Linked DNA regions of Mus musculus: region 1 is linked to region 2. Evidence: chromatin contacts called from public HiChIP or PLAC-seq data. All regions are on one chromosome and are shown on one strand. Each heading gives the region's core, a stretch centred on a gene start, on an enhancer-like site or on the middle of the called end of the contact. The rest is flanking DNA. Distances are from core to core; before and after follow the strand shown. Region 1 overlaps Gm35545 (a long non-coding RNA gene). Region 2 has its middle 66 kb from the start of Gm35545.

What was found. HiChIP or PLAC-seq counts read pairs in DNA pulled down with a chosen protein or histone mark.
Region 1: an H3K27ac HiChIP or PLAC-seq map of large pre-B cells shows a contact between it and region 2, with 4 times the contacts expected there. The contact joins two enhancer-like sites. A contact is called at or near these places in 2 of 15 datasets of contacts at CTCF or cohesin (large pre-B cells and pro-B cells), 4 of 484 Hi-C or Micro-C datasets (CD4 T cells, the CH12 cell line, myeloid progenitors and 1 more) and 3 of 115 datasets of contacts at active chromatin or transcription factors (bone marrow-derived dendritic cells, large pre-B cells and stem cell-derived neural progenitor cells).

What each region holds. Positions count from the first base shown.
Region 1 is chr16:19,244,599-19,247,315 of GRCm38.p6, forward strand. It overlaps Gm35545 (a long non-coding RNA gene), which reads left to right. Exons shown (of 6, transcript XR_875946.3): 6 at 1-580. It also overlaps Igl. Among named protein-coding and RNA genes, the nearest start is that of Gm35545, 27 kb to the left of the region's middle. Within about 2 kb of position 1,408, at least 10 of the 459 cell types and tissues checked have an H3K27ac peak or open chromatin away from gene starts, as enhancers often do.
Region 2 is chr16:19,151,315-19,154,128 of GRCm38.p6, forward strand. It overlaps Igl. Among named protein-coding and RNA genes, the nearest start is that of Gm35545, 66 kb to the right of the region's middle. Within about 2 kb of position 1,432, at least 25 of the 459 cell types and tissues checked have an H3K27ac peak or open chromatin away from gene starts, as enhancers often do.

The sequences.
Region 1 (2,717 bases), core at 158-2,657, 93 kb after region 2:
TACTTTAATTTTGATTTAAGACCAGAAATTGTTTAAGTTTAGAGATTCATTGCAATCCTAAAACTAGAAATATGACTTAATGTCTCAATGTCCTTGGGGATAAGATATTGTGTCAAGATGAAAGAAATGTGTGACAATTCAGAAATACTTTACAAATGATTACTTGGTTTGTTTGTTTCATGGGATCACAGCAACATCATAAAAATAATAAAGCAATAAAAAAACCTGTATGAGTCAATAAGAGTGAACTGTGTTATCTCACAATGATTTCTGCTGGACAGATTTGCAAAATGTACATGCTGAATTAAGCGCCACACTGCACCTTTTCCTTCTCTTCTGTGACTCAATTATTTGTGGACAATCTTAGGCGATCGTTGGTCAGCAGTTTCAAAGTCAGTATCCAGACTGTTCTTCACATGGTAGTCTATTGTTACATCCATGTGTTCTCATAGGCATCTAGTAAAGGCATGGGGAACTCAGTGGTTCAGCATAACCTCATCTGACTCCTGGAAACTCTAGTGGTATTTACAATTCATAAAAGAGATTATATCCTGTGGTACTCAGACTTATCATTTCAGCATATCTTATTTAGGGGGAAATTTCTTACCTAATATCAAAGAAGAAATTATTTCATAGCCTTTTAAAACTATACAATGGATTTGCATTGCCATTAAATGAAGACTTGTAAAATAACAAATTAAGAATGAGTAGTTACTTCATTTTGATCTAGTTGTATAAAGAATATAACTGATAATGATTCTTTCTTGAGACCTTTTAACTCTAGTATTACAAACAAACATATCTAAGGGAAAATTAACATGTTTGAAATCTGTACTTTTAAAAACCTCTACCAAAATAGTTGACAAAATCTTTCCTTGTATTACTTTAACTAGAACACAAATGAAAACAAGTAGTTCCCTTCACCTTCTTTTCTCTGGAGTGTCAACAATACAATGGCTACAGAACCTGATAGTGGATCACACTATCAAAGAACAGTGATCATTCCAAGTTTCAAGTAAATGTTTATTTCTTGCTTGGGGAGGAGATTCTGAAGAGAAATAGCTGTTAAGAACGAGTCAAAGAATGAAACAGGTCATTCCAAAGGCATGCATCTTTATTTGCCATAAAACCTGACCGAGATAGAGGAAATCTGGGAAAATCAATCAGCATCCAGCCCATGCTGTAATGTTTCCAGAGATTTCCAGGACTCACAGATGCTGCAGCACTAGGGAGTTCTTAGGTTATTTGGCACATGGTGATTTGGTATATCATTAGCATTTTACTATCACCACTATTACTACATTAGATCTTTCCAGGCAAAGAGACAACCCTACTCTCAGGGAGGTTGCACAACTTTGAGGAAACACTTGCAGTTTTGTATTCTCTAATTCTGACCACTGAGCTTGATGCAGGATATTACATGTGAGTCAGGAGTCAACTTCATAACTTGCCAATTTCTGAGAAGTACACAGTGTCCCCTGCTGGATCATGAATACGTTCTTCATAATATGCATGAAATATCTTTTGCATATTTTCACTTCCCCTATTATAGGATCTTTAGTTTCTCTTAAAAATGCTAACTTATTTTTGTTATATGTTAAAATTCTACTCATTAATTTTCTTTGATTTATTGACTTTATGTATTTGTGATCCCAAGTAATTTTTCTCTGAATCAAAAATAACTGTAATTTTCATCTTTATAGGATTCTGTGATTTTTTTCAAGTTGAAAAACCTTTTTAAAAATTAATATTATTTAATTACATTCCAAAGTTGTCCCCTCCTGGTTTGCTTTTCCAGAGTTCTTCACCCCATCCTACCTCCCCCTCACCTCCGAGAAGGAGATCCACATTGCCACCAATACCCCCTTCACTGTGGCATCAAGTCTCTACATGATAAGACCCATCTTCTCACACTGAGACTAGACAAGGCAGTACTCTTCTACATATGTGCCTGGGGCATCAGAGCACCTCTGCTATAATCTTTGGTTTGTGATTACTCTTAGGAAGTTCCCAGGGCCCATGTTAGTTGACACTGTTAGTCTTCCTATGTATGGGATTTTCATTCCCTTCATTTCTTTCATTCCTTTCCTTAACTCTTCCAGAGTTCCCAAACTCAGGCAAATATTTGGCTGTAATTATCTGTATCTGCTTCAGTCAGTTTCCAGTAGAGCCTCTCAGAGGACAGCAGTGCTAGGCTCAAGTCTGCAAGCACAACATGGCATTCATAATAGTGTCAGGATTTTATGCCTGCCTATGGGATGGATCCTAAGTTGGGCAAGGCACTGGATAGCCTTTACTACAAACTCTGCTCCATTTGTATCCCGACATTTCTTTTAGATAGGAACAATTCTGCATCAAAAAAGTTGAAGGTGAGTTGTTGTCCCCATCCTTCCAGTGGGTGCCCTGTATAACTAATGGAAGTGGTATCTTCTCCCCACTGTTGGACATGTCAGGTAGGATCAATTCCTGTGAGCCTCTCACATCCCAGGTTTATAGGACTTCCTATAGGTTCTCCTGCAACCACCCTCCATGGCTCCATATTTTCATTCATTCTTCTGGTTTTTTTGGACTTCTCTCCTGTCTCCCCTATACCTGATAATTGCCCTTTTCCCCTCCCCCCATCTCACCCAGGTCCCTCCCTCCCTCTGTCTTTGATAATTATTTTGTTAATTATAGTTAATATTTACCTACAATTGGAGCATTTGACCCACTTCAAT
Region 2 (2,814 bases), core at 182-2,681:
AAGAGGTACTATCTGGTTTTTACCCTGAGGGAATGAGAAGAATATGATTTTGGGTAGACACAAGGCAGTATTTGGTATAGGAGACTTGGATGCTGATAGAACTTAAACTAAAAAGGGGAAAAAACAGTTTTAGTTCTTGTATGTGATTTTTAGCCCAGGGCAAGAACTGATGGGTCACAAAGCACACAACCCAGAAGGCTGCTGATAGCAGGGCTCAGGGGGCTCAAGGCCAGATGAACAAGTACAAAAGACTATTTCTGGCCAGATTTACAAATTTGAAAAGCCCCAGCATGAAACGAGATGCCACTAGCATCTTTTTTTGTCTTTTTAGTGTGTAAAATCACAGGGTCACTAATGACCAAAATGGACACTTAGAAATTTTCTAAGGCCAACATCAGGACCATCATCCCATTGCAGCAAAATCCCCAAAAGTAAGACAAAATTAACTCCCAAGTATTTTGACTTCTAAACCAGGCCCTTATATCTGATGAGTCAGGCAAACATCCAGGAACATAAGATATATGCCTGTGGTCACACAAGGTGTTTAGTGTAGAGTGTTACCCTCTTCTGGACAATGGACATACTTGCATGGAAGTTATTTCCATCTACCATGAAAATACCATGAAGAGCTTTACCTCATTTCAAGGGTGTAGAAATTAAATAGTTACAAGATCAGATGTTGATAGGGTCTAAGCTACAGGTAGTATGGCTTGTGGTAAACAAATAAATTGTTAAATGTGTGGAAGGTCAGCTGCAGAGAGTTCAGGATAGTCCAGAGGACTGTTATTTCTGTAGAAAATGTTGGTGGACATCCAGTAATATATACTGCTCCAAAGTTCATCAGCTCTTGACCCCAACTAAGCTACTCACTTTCCTTGGTAAATCTGTTGCCTTTTTGTACAATGTTTTCATTAAGAATAAGTCCCAGAGGATGGATTTGGAGGTTGAAAGAGATGTTACCTACATTGTTTTTGATATATGGGTCCTCTTACTAACCCTAGTCACTACTATCATCACTTAGGACCCTGACTAGACCTGTTCTCTAACTTTTTTAAATGATCTTCAAGTATTAACATTCCTTCTTTGAGGATCACCTTCAAGTTTTCCCAATGAGGATATCAGTAAATCCCCAGATCTCATATATCTTGGAAATCATAGAATTGTTCTAGGGTAGGGTGCATTGTGGATGTCGGATTCAGGCCTGGTAAGACAGAAATGCCTCAAATGTAGAGGACAAAATGAGAGATAGGACAAGGTGTGTGTGTGTGTGTGTGTGTGTGTGTGTGTGTGTGTGTGTGTGTAGGGGTGGACCTATTTGCTTTTTCCAGGTTTGCTCAACCTGATTTCTGTTGGCCACTTTGGAAATCCCCAAGCTAAAGTTAGTTCTGTGTTGACTTAAACAAAAACTCAAGGTCACAAAAAGAGAGAAATAAACAGAAGTGAAACCAAGCTGATGGTAAGCAAAGCATGACAAACAGAACCAGATGTGGGCCTTGAGAAGGAAAAGGCCATTTTGATTGTAGTTGAATGTGTCTCTCATAGGTAGGACTATCAAGTCAACATTACATCCCTTCAAAATCCAAGCAATAGTCCTAAGGCCTGATGCTGCCATCCACCTGCCTATGTCCTCACATTCCAAGCTCAGCCTTTAATATTAAAATCCTGGAAGTCTAGGGCAAATGAAGTTTTAGGACCAACCACTTTTCACTTTGCATGTTAGTAGGGTACCAGAGAGGAGTTGACTGGATCAGAACTATTGAGTTCTGTCTCAATTTCCTAACTTGGAAATAAATGGATAACTGAGTGAACAAGCACAAAAAAAATCCCTGTTTCTTGAAATTCTGTGAAAATGACACACGATTTCAGTCCTTCATAACTTTGTCTCCTGTGCCCACAGATTGGGACTTCCTCCTCATAACCCAGATATTCTGCTTTCATGACTTCATCACAGAGATATCACGTGGCCTAAGTGACATGGAGACTCAAAGCTAGAGTTTTATTATTTTCTTTGGTGTGTGTGAAAAAAATTGGGGGCCACTTGTTTGTCACAGTAATCATGTTTTGTTATTTTTTTTTGGTGTGTGTGTGTGTTTGTGAAAAATGGTAGGGGCCACTTGTATGTCACAGTAATCATGTGGGGGCCAAAGACCAACTTGTTAGAGTTTATTTCATCATTGAGTCTCAGAAAGTGGATTAAAAGGAATGTTTACTCTGCTGAGCCATCTCACTGGCCCCTTAGGGTACACTTTTAACAAGAAAATTATATACACTTTCACAGGGGCTAAGTTGCCTTGGAGAAGGGACTAGATGAATGTCTACAGCAGTGAAGAGGGTCCCATGGGCACATGAAAAGGATAATGTCTCATCTTTATTTAATGACATTATTTCTTACAGAGAATAATCTAGAAAGAGCCACACCAACACACTTTCAGGGTGCTTTATAGGAAAAACCAGATTTTTTTTATTAAAAAAATGAATTTTATGTATATGGATGTTTTGTTAACAAGTATGTCTCTATCATATGCATGTGTGTTGCCCAAAGAGTCCAGAAGAAGGCATTGGATCACCTGAACTGGAGCTATATTTGTGACTTATTACGTGGATAGTGTGAATTGAATCCAAGTCTCCTGAGAGAGCAGCCCATCCTCTTATCTACTGAGCCATCTCTCCAGCCCAGAAATTTGTTTCTACATGTTTTCTAGTTTTTCAAAGAACATGTTTTATAATTATAAAACAAAAGCATGGGGTGATTTAATAATCATTATTCTCTTTTTGAGAAAAGCTGCCAATGCATATGTAAAAGCATGGATACTG